Linked DNA regions of Cricetulus griseus: region 2 is linked to region 1. A link is a contact called in public Hi-C data. All regions are on one chromosome and are shown on one strand. The core of a region is the stretch at or near the end of the contact, and the rest is flanking DNA. Distances in the headings are between cores, read along the strand shown. Region 1 has its middle 35 kb from the start of Foxk1. Region 2 holds the start of Foxk1 (forkhead box protein K1).

Region 1 (7,008 bases), core at 2,489-4,988:
CTGCTCTTCTGGTATTTGAGACAATGTCTCTTTTTTGTTTGTTTGTTTGTTTGTTTTTGTTTTTCGAGACAGGGTTTCTCTGTGGCTTTGGAGCCTATATCCTGGAACTAGCTCTTGTAGACCAGGCTGGTCTCGAACTCACAGAGATCCACCTGCCTCTACCTTCCCAGTGCTGGGAATAAAGCCGTGAGCCACCAATGCCCGGCTGAGACAATGTCTCATATACCAGAGACTGACCTCACTATTCAAGGATGGCTGTGAACTCCTGATGCCCCTGCCTCCCAAGTGTTGAGATTATAAGTATGCTGTACCAGATCGTGCAGGGCTGGGGGGTGGAACACAGGTTGCATGCTAGGCAAGCATTCTACCACTGAGCTATAGTCATGGCCCAATTTTTTATCCCAATGCTTTTTGTCATTTGTCATCATGAGGTTGCTTAGCCACCTGTGGATATGAGGTCTGTTTTGATCATTCATCAAAACTGAACACTAACTCTTGACTCATGACAGGTTTGGCAGAAGAGGACAGAGGGTCGTCATCAGTGAAATACAACTCAATCCATAGCTTGGACCCTGGCTCTCTCCCCATAAGCTTCTAGTTCCTCTCTGTCAAATGAATGGGTCTAAAGAATGCTGCACAGAACTCTGGGAACCTCTACAAAGTTCCTGGTATGTGCTCTGTAAGCTGCTGTTAAGAATATTGAGCCTGAACTGGGCAGTGGTGGCACACCTTTAATCCCAGCACTCAGGAGGCAGAGTCAGGTGGAGCTCTGTGGGTTCAAGGCCAGCCTGGTCTACAGAGCGAGTTCCAGGACAGTCTCCAAAAGCTACAGAGAAACCCTGTCTCAAAAAACAAAAAAACAAAACAAAAGACTAAGGTGGAAAGAGAATGAGGTAGATAATATCTGGCTTTGACCTCTAGCCTACACGTGTGTGCACATCCACACTCAAGAGTGCAGACACACACACGCAGACACACACATGCAGACACACACACACACACACACACACACACACACACACACACACACAGTGGAGACGGGCGGGGAGGGGGAGAAGCAGTGTAACCAACCACTAAGGTTGGCACACTTGAAAAGTCCCTGGGAGGTCTTCCTGGCACCCCTTCCAGTTCCCCACTGACAGCCAGCACTACCAGCCAACCACGGGATGGCACCATTTGGGATAACACCCACAACATCTAATAACCATTATATAAGCCGCTTAAGAAACTCCCCAGCCATAAACTTGTGATTCAAACAGAGTGACTTGTTTTAACCAATTACATTGGGGTGATTTGTCATCACACAAATATATCAAGAGGCATGTCTCTCCCTGCCTGTGCATCTCACCACCTACCCTCTTCCTCACAAGTCCCTCACTTGTCTTTTTTGTCTGTCCCTCAAACTCGACAGGTGATCCCACCCCTAGAGCTTTGTATATTGGTTGTTTTCTCTCTCCATAGAAACCCCAAGGAAAAACTCCACTCCTCCCTCCTCTGTCTCCTTGTGACACACAACATTGGCTTCAGCTCAAAGGAACAGGATCAGCAAATTCTTCACTATCTCCCCATCAAGGTTAGATCACAGGCCAATGAGATGCTCAGGGAGTAGGGGCAGTGATGACCTGAATTCAATCCCTGGGGCTCACATGATGGAAGTAGAGAACTGATTTATCCAAGTTGTCCTCTGACCTTCATACTTGCATTCTGACACATAGGCACCCATACACATATAGACACACACATACACACACACACACACACACACACACACACACATACACACACTCATTGGAAGTAGAATGATAGGCAGGTACCAAGGACTAGAGAAAGGAAATGAAAGTTAATGTTTAATGGAGACAGAATACCTTCTTAGGAAGATACATACAAAATAAATTAATATATATAAATGTGTGTGTGTGTGTGTGTGTGTGTGTGTGTGTGTGTGTGTGTGTGTATGTTACAGTTGTGTAGCTTGGTGTTTTTGTGGAACACCTAACAGAGGGAGGGGGGATGTTTCTGATGCTTTTGCCTGCTTTGGGGACCCTTTTCCTCCTACTGGGTTTCGTCATCCAGCCTTAATGAGGGAGATGCCTAGTCTTTTTTGTTTGTTTTTTTTTGTTTTTCCAGACAGAGTTTCTCTGTATTACTTTGGAGCCTGTCCTGGAACTCACTCTGTAGACCAGGCTGGCCTCGAACTCACAGAGATCCGCTTGCATCTGCCTCCCAAGTACTAGGATTAAAGGCGTGTGCCACCAATACCTAGCCGAGGTGCCTAGTCTTATTGCAACTTTATATGCCATGTTTGGTTGCTATTCCTGAAAGGCCTGTCCTTTTCTGAAGGGAAATGCAGGAATGGACAGGGAGGGGACAGAGGGAGAGGCACTGGGAGGTAAGGAGGAAGGACAAACTGTGGTCAGTATGTAATATATGAGAATAAATTATTTTTTAAATCTAAAAAAAATGTATAAAATTTTAATTAAAATCACCCTTTCTTTCAGCAGTCACCACTTGACATTTTTGTCTTTGTCAACAATTTTCTCCACTAGAGTAGAAAGTCCCTGAAGTGAAGTCCTTACCTGTGTGGGTCACCTACCTCCTTGCATAATACCTAGTGTCTAGTAAGCAAGAACGCGTTTATAAAATGAATACAAACCAGAGATGGCGGAGAGTGAGGGCTGCAGCCCCAGGCTAGTATTAGGGAGGTAAGAGACTAATCTAATAGGGGCTTAAACTGGGTATTGTTTAAGGGTGGAGGATTCACACGGACAAAGGTGAGAGCCCAGTGGCTCACAGAAAGGGTGCACATTATCCTCCCAGTGAGAAGGAACAAGCACCCGACCTGACATGTAAGAAACTTCAGAACCCGGCTGGGATTTCGGGAATGCACTACCATGCCTGGTTTTGTGGTCTTGGGTTCAATACTAAGCAAGCACTCTGCCCACGAAGCCACAGCCGGGACACCGTAGCCGTTTCTAAGAACAGTCTTCTGTGGCAAAGTACATTCCCACGGTACATTCCATGCCGAGAACTTTCCTAACTTCCCGAGAAAGTACTCTGTCCCTATTAAACACTTTCATTTCCCCCTCCTTAATCCCTGAAGCCACCTTTCTACTTCCTGTGACTGTTAACTATTCCAGGGACCTCTTAGAAGCAGGCTCATGTAGCCTACGGCTGGTCTCGAACTCGTCATCCTGCCTCAGCATCCCCAGCTGCTGAGATTACAAGTGTGAGTCACCTTTTGCACAACGTCCTCGAGGCTCATCATACAGTGTTAATTTCCTCCCATTTTTCAAATAAAACATGCAATGCGCGCGCGTTCCTCGTGTTGTACTAATCGGATTCCTCAGGATCCTCTGCTGCCAGGTTCGCTGTGTCCACTGGGGACACTACGATCAAGAGAAGCAGACAGCATTCTGTCTCGTGCGTGGTCACTACTTAACCTTCCGGCCCCCACTTCCCGGAAGAGTCACCCGGCACTGCGCAAGGACGCACTGGGCGGGGACAGCCACCCGCGCCGGGCCTCGGTGCGCATGCGCGAATGTGGCCGCGGTTGCGCATGTGCGGAGGCTCCGTTCCCCTGGGTTTGAATCCAGCGATCCGGGGTTTCGCTCCCACCGGGAGTTCTGTTTATAAACACACCGCGCGACCGGCGGCGAGGGGTAACCCTAAGACAGTGAGGTCGGAGGTCAGAGGTCAGCGGGCACGGGGAGCAGACGGCGAGAACGGCTTCCGCCACCCACGCGGGCTGTGGGGTGGCCAACAGGGCGACCCTGCCACGGCCCCCGGACTGCCCGGCGCCACGTGGTGCGCACGTGGTCCCGCGCGGCGGCGCGCCCCTCCCCCACGGCATCCGCAGTGCCCCCTGGCGGCGCCTGCTGCCTTCTGCGCGTGCGCCGAGCGCCGCGCCCGCCGCCTTCCGGTGTCCCGACTGAGCACGCCTGCCGTTTCCTGACCCACGCGGGGCAGAGGGAACGGTGGTCCGCGATCACGTGTAAAGCGGAGGCTGCTGCGGTGTGGGCGGGGCCTCGGAGATAACGCTGCCCGGCCAGGGATGAATGGATGGATGGAGGAACGAGCACTCTGCGGGTGGGATCCATGCAGAGCGCCGCCTGTGTGGCCGGCTGCCTGCAGGTTCCATGTTCCACTCTCAGTACACATTCAATCATAAGTGAACGGTTCGAAGAGGAAGTTATTAAAATATTACAGGCGCTTTATTATAGCACTTAGTCTTAGCGATTGTGTTTATGAGATCCTACTGAAGACTCGGCTGCTGTCCAAGCGCTCCATGTAATTGTTAAATAGGTTATTGGATTTTAGGTTGCTGCCTTTTTAAACTTTATGCACTATCCTAATATTTTAACCGTTTATTAGCTATTGTGGATGTGGAGGTCAGAAGACAACCTGTTGGAGTCTGTCCTCTCCTACTTTTGTGAGTTCTGGAGACTCAACTCAGATCAGTGGGCACCTTTACCAACTGAGCCTTCTCACGGGCCCTTTGTACCCTGCTCTAAAAAGATTTGAAGTTTACAGAATAGATAAACAAGTATTCCAGGCTTGGTAACACTTGTAATCTCAGCACTTGGAAGGCTGAGGCAGGAGGATCTTGAGCTCCAAACTGGATTGGACTGTATAGGGAGAACCCCTCTGAAATAAAGTGACAAGCCATGGTACACACCTCCTATCCCAGCACTTGGGAGACTGAGGCAAGGAGTATCAGAAGGACAAGGTTATCCTCAGTTACCTAGCAAGGAAGGCCAGGCTGGGATATATGAAAACATGGCTCAAAATAAAATATATACACACACAGTTGTGACTGTGTATAGCTTCCCTTGTAACCAGAGAAAGGCCTGCTGGCTTGACCTTGATTGAATAACACCATATGGAATGAGTGGGAGGCCCTCACATTCACACCTCTGCTTTTTGTTCGTTTTTTTTTTTTTTTTTTTTTTTTTTGGGGGGGGGTATGTTTTCAAGACAGGGTTTCCCTGTATAGCTTTGGATCCTGTCCTGGAACTCGCTCTTGTAAACCAGGCTGGCTGGTCTCCAACTCAAAGAGATCCGCCTGCCTCTGCCTCCCAAGTGCTGGGATTAAAAGTGTGTGCCACCACTGCCCGGCTAACACACCTCTCATTCTTTTTCTTTCTTTGTCTTTGGTTTGTTTTTGTTTGTTTGGTTTGGTTTGGTTTTTTTTTTTTGGTTTTCGAGACAGGGTTTCTCTGTATTGCTTTGGAGGTTGTCCTGCAACTTGCTCTGTACACCAGGCTGGCCTTGAACTCCCAGAGATCCGCCTGCCTCTGCCTCCTGAGTGCTGGGATTAAAGACGTGCACCACCAAGGCCCAGCTTCTCACCTCTCATTCTTAAAGTGGTCATGAGACTCACTCTTAGCTGGCTGGCTCCAGATCTTGGTATTTAAACACAGGATCTTGCTATGTAACACAGGCTGGCCTCCAACTCATAATCCTCCTGCCTCTCTCTCTCTCCTGGGTACTGGTATTACAGATATGTGCTGCCATGCCCAGCTTTCCCTCCTGTTTAGCTCCATTTGACTTTGTCTCCTCTGCACACTTGCATCGTGATCAGTGGTCCATGTTCAATCGCAGTCTCCTCCTGGAGGGAGGGAGATGGAATCCCTCATGGGATTCCAGAGGTAAACCAGTGTCACATGTCTGGGAAAGTGGCCAGTAGGAAGATTGTGTAAGGCGCTTCCTCAACTTCATAGTAGTAGGAAACACCTAGTGGGGGAAGGGACTGATCAACCAAACTGCAAGATTTCTCAGCCCATGGAGATGCCTGCCAGTCATCTTCTAGTTGTGGTGTGCTTTCAAAGTGATGAAGGTGCTTTTGAGTCATCCCTGCTCCTGTAAGGAACCCCTCACCCATGCAGCTGTTAGCTACCCCAATAAAAAAACTCATCAATTCACCAAGTTGAACTCTGGTACTTTGGTCTGTCGTTTCTGGGATGTGGGGTGAATAGACTGTGTGTGTGTGTGTGTGTGTGTGTGTGTGTGTGTGTGTGTGTGTGTGTGTTGCATCTCTCCAGAAAAAGTCTGACATATGTATAACACTATAAAGCCCCTATGTGGAGCCGTCCACCAGAAATAAAATGATTCTACACTGTGTCAGAGATGGGAGAGGCACCATAGAAGGCTGAATTCCTTAAGGTCTCCCCTGCATTGGCCCCACTTGCTTTTCTCGGAATACTTAATCCTCAAAACTGCTTTCAGTGGGTGCTGTGGTCCGTGGGGACACTGTGACCAACACCAAGACTAGAAGACAGATAACACAGACATTTTTCTCTTCCCTATCTTGCAGGCCAGAAGTCTAGAGTCAAGAGAGTTGGCCCCACTGAAGCAAGTCACTCTAAAACATTACCTTCCCTGAATCACTTCCATAGAGACCCTGTCTCCAAATGCACTCATATAGTAAACTGGGAGTTGGGGCTTCAGCATGCAGAATTTGAGCCAGTCTCAGTAGCACATACCAGCTACTCAGGGTTGAAGCAAGAGTTCTGGGCTGTACTGATGGTGTACCCATACTAAGTTCAGCATCAACATGGTGACTTCCCAGGAACAGGGGACAACCAGGTTTTCTAAGGAGAGGGTGGCAGAGCAGGTCAAAACTCCCATACTGATAGGCATGCAAATTTGGGGCTTAGGTCAGTTGATAAAATGTTTGCCTTACAAGCTTGAGGACCTGAGTTCAATCTCCAGAGCCCATCTTTAAAAAGTCCCCTGGTGTTGTGGATCATGTTTATAATCCCAGAGCAAGGCAGACAGGAACAGGCAGGTCCCTAGGGCTCCCTGGCTGGTCAACCTAGCATTCTTGATAAGTTCCAGGCCAATGAGAGACACTGTCTCAAAATAAAAAAAAATAGGTGGACAGCATCTGAGGAAGGACACTTGAGACTTGGGGTTGTCCTTTTCTCTCTATTACACATTGTGCTGGCTAGTTTTATGTCAACTTGGCACAGCTAGAGTTATCAGAGTGGAGGGGGCCTCAATTAAGAA
Region 2 (7,008 bases), core at 2,702-5,201, 35 kb after region 1:
CGGTGTCCTCTGGTAATACTATATTGGAGTTTTCACAAATATGAGTGCAGGTACATTATGTATGTATGGGTGTATGTGTGTGCACATGCATGTGGAGACAGAAAGACAACCTCGGGTGTCACTCTCAGAAAAGACATCCACCTCCTATGAGGTGGTCTCTCTAGGCTAGACTGGCCAACAAGCCCCAGGCATCCCCCTGTCTCCACCATCCCAGGGGTGGGATTACAAACACATGCCACCATATAGTCTCTTTTCTCTCTCCTGGGTTCTAGGAATCAAACTCCAGTCTTCATGCATTCACAGAAAGCAGTTTACAATCGTGCCATCTTCTGAGCACTCTGTGGTTGTGACAGTCTCTCACTATGTATCTTGGGCTGACTTTGTACTCTTGGGAGATTCCCCTGCCTCCACTTACTGAGCAATGGAATTACAGGTGTGTGCCACCTGTCGTGTGTGTGTGTGTGTGTGTGTGTGTGTGTGTGTGTGTGTGTGTGTGTGTGTGTTTTCAATATTCCTGGGACCCTTGGCTTTTCCACATCTTTCTCCTTAAACCTGGGTTACCTAGTCTAGCAGGTCCCTAATCAGCTTCCCATGGCCACTTTGACCCTCTATTTTAGTCAAACTTCTTGCAGCCAGAGTGACTCCATTACTAGCACATAGGTGTGCTTCTCGGGGCTTTTGGGGTTTTACACAGATTTAGGGTCCAACACAGTCCTTCACTCATCTAGCTCAGATGAATTGGTTGCTCTTTCCCTGCCACAGTGACCTTCTGTCCATCCCTCCTGGGTACAGGACTTCCAGTGCTTAGCATGTACATTCCTTGGCTGGAAGCTGTACTCCCACACTTAGCCTCCAGCCCCAGCCAGTGCCTGCTCATCCTCTGAACTCTGCTTCAAGAATCCTCATTTTGGGAAAACGCTCCTCAGCCTCTTTCACTGTGCTCCCCCTTGATCAGGTTCTTTTGCCACAGTTCCTCAGAGAGTTTGTCTCTAAGCCCGGTCTGGTGGCTCAGGCATGCAATCCTATCCAGCTAATGTGAAGGCTGAGGCAGGATGATCTTGGATTCAAGGTCTGTCTGGGTTACAGCATAAGAATAAAGCCAGTGTGGAGAACTAGGTGAAACCTGACTGAAAATGGAAAATACAAGAAGTGGTAACAGGCTGGCAAGGTGGCTGGGTGGGTAAGGGGGCTTGCCACCAAGACTGAGGACCCAAGTTATATTCCCCAGGCCCCACACAGTGGAAGGAGAGTTGCCCTCTGACTTGGGTACACATGATAGATAGATAGATAGATAGATAGATAGATAGATAGATAGATAGATATTATATTATATTAAAGGGGTGGAGCACTTATAGCTCAGTGGCAAAACACTTGCATGCACAAGGCACTGGACTCAACTCTAGTACTAAAAAAAATGAGATGAAAACCTGAGCAGGGAATGATAGTACCCACCCATAATTCTAGTTTTTGGAGGTGGAGGCAGGAGGACCAGAAATTCAACTTTAGCTATAGAGCAAGTTTGAGGCTAGCCTGCACTACAAGAAACTTGGTCTCCACAAACAAACAAACCCAACAGACCAAGCTAAAACAAAACCAAACCCACATCAAAACCAAAACCTCTGTCCCCTGCCTCTCAAACATGCTTATCTCTAGTTGTAGTCTTCCTTAACCCATGAGCCATCTCTCCAGCCCCTTGGTTGTAGGCTTTCTAACAGTGCTTCTCAACCTGTGGGTGATGACCCTCTTGAGCCTACCTATCAGATATTTACATTACAATTCGTAACAGTAGCAAAATTACAGTTATGAAGTTGCAACGAAATAATGTTTTTGGTTGGGAGTCACCACAACATGAGGAACTGTGTTAAAGGGGCACAGCATGAGAAAGGCTGAGAACCATTGCTTTATAACTGGGTGATTGCTCTCTTGTTTGAGTCCAGAATGGGACTTCTGAAGGCAGGGAAGCTTCTGACAAATCTCCCTTCTAGCTGTCCCTCCCCACACACTCTGCCATGCACCCCACAATGCACCCTGTCAACACACACCCTGTATGGCTTAGAGCGTTACACTGGATACTATGGGTCTTTTTTTTTTTTTTTTTTTTTTTTTTTTTTTTTTTTTTTTTTTGAGACAGGGTTTCTCTGTGTAGCTTTGGAGCCTATCCTGGCACTCGCTCTGGAGACCAGGCTGGCCTCGAACTCACAGAGATCCGCCTGCCTCTGCCTCCCGAGTGCTGGGATTAAAGGCATGCGCCACCAACGCCCGGCGATACTATGGGTCTTATTTTGTATCTGTATCTTTATTAGTCCTAAAGTTCACTGCAGACAGGGCCTCCGTCTCTATTCTCATGGTCATTGTTTGTAAAAATTCTTTTGTGTGTGTATGGATGAATGTTTTTACGCGCCTGCGTGTTTGTGTGTGTGTGTGTGTGTGTGTGTGTGTGTGTGTGTGTGTGTGTGTGTGTGTGTGTGTGGTGTGTGTGTGTGTGTGTGTGCGCGTGCGTGCGCGCGCGCGCACACATGAGTGCACAAGTGTGTCCTTTTTTGTTTGGTTGGTTGTTTTTTTTTTTTTTTTTTTCAAGACAGGGTTTCTCTGTCTAACCGCCCTGGCTGTCCTGGAACTCGATTTGTACACCAGGCTGGTCTCCGGCTCAGGGAGATCCACCTGCCTCTGCCTCCCAAGTGCTGGAATTAAAGGCGTGCGCCACCACAGATCCGCTCTTCCTTTTTTGTTGTTTGCTCGGCTTTGTTTTTGTTTTTGTTTTTGTTTTGAGACAGTGTTTCACTAAGAATGTGGAGCTCACTGATTGGCTAGGCAGACTGGCCAATGAACTTCAGCGATCTGTCTGCCTCCACCCTAAAGCGCTGGGATGATAGAAGCTCTCAATGGCTTTTAAAGTCGGTGCTGGGGAATGAACTCCAGTCCTGGAAGATGAATGAATCAGACACTTTACCAACTCAGCCAGCTCCTTCACAGGTGCACTCACGTGTGTTCCTGGAGGAAGACTTGGCTGGATTAGCATCCCAGTGCAGGACCTTGAAGTTCTCAAGGGATACACATGCTGCCAAATTCACCATTTAAATGTTTTCAACTACAGTCCATCTCCAGGGTGTCTACAGTCTCTAGGAACCTGCCAAGCTGTTCACTTTAAAAGGAACAAGGGAAATCAGGTGTGGTGGTGTACACCTGGGACTCCGGCAAGAATCTGGGAGCCTAAACTAGGAGGGTCGCCAGTTAGAAGCCTGTCTGAGCTGCATAGCAAGAGACCCTGTATGAATTAATTAAAAAGGGTTAGGCTTGGTGGTACACACCTGTAATAGCCACACTCAGGAGGATGGAGCAGGAAAATCATGAATTTTCGGCTAGCCTGGTCTAGGTAGCTAAACCAGGCCAGTTTGGGTATGAGACCGTGTCTCAAACAACAACAAAACAAGGATCAGCAAGATGGCTCAGCAAGTAAAGGAGATTGTCACCAAGCTCGACCTGAATTCCATCCTCAGAACTCACAGGGTAGGAGAGAGAGAATAGACTCCTGAAAGTTGTCCCCTCTTACCTACGCACACACACACCAGGTATGAGAAAGAACCACAAGTAAATACATGAATGAATAAATAAAATGTAATTTGCAACGTTATAAAAACAAAACAAAACATAAAAAGAACAGCCGTGCCGAAGCGATCGGCGATGAGCTAAGACAACACAAGCATCCTTGGGCAACTTTGACCTGCAGCCCCAGTGGGACACCCCTAAAAATCGTGGTGAGTCAAGCACCATCGCATGCACTTCGGGGCGGGAGGAGGGGGCTCTTTGACTCTTTGAGTCTCCGCACCCGCCCACCCCGAGGTGGAAGCTGCGCGCGCAGCGACAGGGGTCTTGCAGCGCCCCGGCTCCGTTCCGTGCTGCAATCCAGCCCAGGTTTCCGCGCGCGCCGCCCGCCCCCGCCCGCCCCGCGCCCCTCGGCCGCCGCCGGAGCCGCTCGGAGCTGCGCGAACATGGCCGAAGTCGGCGAGGACAGCGGCGCCCGCGCCTTGCTGGCGCTGCGCTCTGCTCCCTGCAGCCCCGTGCTGTGTGCCGCGGCGGCGGCCGCCGCCTTTCCGGCCACCGCGTCCCCGCCGCCGCCGACACAGCCTCCGCCTGGGCCGCCCGCCCTGCCCGCTGTGCCCGGCCCCGGCCCGGTGCCCTCCACCGCCGCCACTGCCACCACTGCCGCGCCCGCCTTGGTGGCCGCGGCCGCCGCCTCCGTGCGCCAGAGCCCTGGGCCGGCCCTAGCGCGCCTGGAAGGCCGGGAGTTCGAGTTCCTGATGCGACAGCCCAGCGTCACCATCGGCCGCAACTCATCGCAGGGCTCGGTGGACCTGAACATGGGCCTGTCGAGCTTCATCTCCCGGCGCCACCTGCAGCTCAGCTTCCAGGAGCCTCACTTCTATCTGCGCTGCCTGGGCAAGAACGGTGTCTTCGTGGACGGAGCCTTCCAGAGGCGGGGAGCGCCAGCCCTTCAGCTGCCCCAACAGTGAGTGCGGCTCCATCCCCGGGTCACCCCTCTCCGGATCTGGCCTGACCCTCCTGGCCACCCGCTGGTCTCGACCCCACCCAGTCAGGTCCCTTGTCACCCCCTGATGTCGACCCTGTCCGGCCTGAACCCCTTGGTCACCCCCTGAGCTCGACTCCTCCTGGCCTGGCCTCTGGGTTGTCCCCCATCCCGTCTATTTTTTTGCTGGGTCCTAGCCCCTGGTCACTCCCGACCCCATCTCGACTCTGCCAGGCACTAGTCCCTTCAATCTCGACTCCACCGGTCTCTGATTACCTAGTCATCTCCCAGTCTTGACCCCACCTAGCTCTAATCCCCCTGGTTACACTGATCTCTATCCCACCTAGCTCCGACCCCCTCCTTACTCTGTTTCTCCACCCATCTAAGTCTGATTCCTAAGTTACCGGTGATCTCGACCTTCACCTGGCCCTGACCCCGTGATTACTGTGATCTTAATCACGACCCACCTAAGCCTGATCCCTCTGTTACCTCACTGGGCCCCGATCCCTGGGTGGGCTATGACTGACTGGTTGAGCCAAACCCATACCCCAGTCAAGTTGAAACCCTCTGTCACCCCTAACCTGGACAGGCCTAAACACTGGGGTTCACTCTAACCCCTTCCTCTGTCTCTGTCTGTGTGTGTGTTTGTGTGTGTGTGTGTGTGTGTGTGTGTGTGTGTGTGTGTGTCTGTGTCTGTGTGTGTGTCTGTGTGTGTGTCTGTCTGTGTCTGTCTGTCTGTCTATCTGTCTGTCTCTCCCCTACTCCATCTGGCCCCCACCCCTCCCATGCTGGAGCTGGTTGCCAGAACATCACTTACTTTCTGAACCCAGGTCACCACTAATCCCACCTGTCCTCAATACCTGGGGTTGCTCTTGACCCTTATCTTACCAACTAGGAGCTGTTACCCCTGACTTTACTTAACCTGAAAGCCCTAGGGCCACCTCTAACCCTTTCTCACCCTGCCTAAACCTGACTTGAGACCATCAGCTCACCCATCAGCTTCACCAGTCTGGACTCTCTGGGTCACCCCTGTCTCTTCCAGCCCTGAAACACTCCAGGGTCACCGCATGCCTAAATCCCCAGTAGCCATGAGATCCCACTCAGCCTGCTTGACCGTAACTTCTCCCACCCGTGGCCCTCAACTTTGATTCCATTTAGCCCGAACCACCAGGGCCACTTCTGACCCTGTGGTCTGAATAATCTAGGTACACCCCTGTCCTTGACTCCCATAGGTCAGGACCCCTGTGTTCACTCCCTTGGCCTGGACCTGGAAGGACTGATGAACTGCCCTACCCCTGCCTGGGAGGTGTTACCTGGGAGGTGAATGGTCCAGGGAGCAGCCTTGGGGGCTGAGGGACAGTCCATGCCTTAAGAGCATGTCTGGAGGCAGAGGCTTTAAATCTAGTAGCTGGGCAGGAAGTGCAGTGCCTCTATTTACCCCCAGAACATGGTGGGAAATACAGGTCCCTACCTTGTCCCATCTCTCAGGACACTGCTTCTGTGACATTCAGTGCCATGCCTACCTTACCCTCTTGCAAGATCCCATTATTCCCAGTCCTCTCTCACCTAGAGGTCCGGGATTTTAAGATCTTGTGTACCAGGAGAGAGCCATGTTAATTACTTCCTTCCCAGCACTTTCTTTTTTCTATCCAGTAATTGCTTCTAACTCTCACTAGTGTTCTGTTGACAAGGTTCACGCCAGGTGTGAGTGTCTCGTTACTCACATTTATGATCATGCACCCTGAGTGTGGAGTTTTTGCTGGGGTCATTCCCAGGTGTGGAGTGCTCACTGTGTATGTCTGCCTTCCCAGGGTCCAGATGTGTTAAAGATTCCATACCGAGTAACTTTGAACACCAACAGTGACTTATCTTATTAGGGTGTGAGAGGGAATGTCACCTTCTTTTCCCAAACCTGAAAGCGGTGTCCCTGTAGAGTGTACAAGTGCTGGACTGTGTAGCTGGGAGGTAGAACAACAATTCCCTGGCTCATGCCATACTTTGGGTCCTATCCCCATCACTGAAAGAAAATAAAGCCAGATTGCCTGGAGGGACAGTTGTTCAGTCAATGGGTCATTGAAAGCATTCGTGGGCCTGAAAATGACAGGTGACCATTCTTTCCACCTTCCTAGTGCTCTTTCCTGTAACTCAGATTCTGGGAATACCTCAACCCACTGTCGGCTTCTAGGGTTCTTGACCCAACCACCCCTGCCAGAATCTAGTTTACTGTATTGTTAGGGATGGAGCTACACGTGCAGAAGCCAGAGGAAGAGGTCACTGGGTATCTTGCTCTGTCACTCTCCACCTTATTTCCTGAGGAAGAGTCTCCAGCTGAACCTGGAGTGAGATTGGCAGCCAGTGATCCTCCTGTCTCCATCCCTACAGCACTGGGGTTGCAGCATCTTAGGAAACCACACCTGGCTTTTTGTATGGGTTTTGGGGTACTTCCTCGTGCCTGTGCAGCAAGTGTAATTCCTATTTGCCGC

Evidence for each region. A called contact is a pair of places that touch in the nucleus more often than the background predicts.
Region 2: a contact with region 1 is called in a Hi-C map of fibroblasts, with 3 times the contacts expected there. The contact joins the promoter of Foxk1 here to the enhancer-like site in region 1. A contact is called at or near these places in 3 of 8 Hi-C or Micro-C datasets (the CHK-Q cell line, the CHO-K1 cell line and fibroblasts).

What each region holds. Positions count from the first base shown.
Region 1 is chr4:78,939,718-78,946,725 of CriGri-PICRH-1.0, forward strand. No RefSeq gene overlaps it. Among named protein-coding and RNA genes, the nearest start is that of Foxk1, 35 kb to the right of the region's middle. Within about 2 kb of position 3,739, at least 6 of the 6 cell types and tissues checked have open chromatin away from gene starts, as enhancers often do. A contact at or near this core is called in the CHO-K1 cell line and fibroblasts, where this site is marked.
Region 2 is chr4:78,974,646-78,981,653 of CriGri-PICRH-1.0, forward strand. It overlaps Foxk1 (forkhead box protein K1), which reads left to right and starts at 3,952. Exons shown (of 9, transcript XM_027413539.1): 1 at 3,952-4,507. The coding sequence starts at 3,990.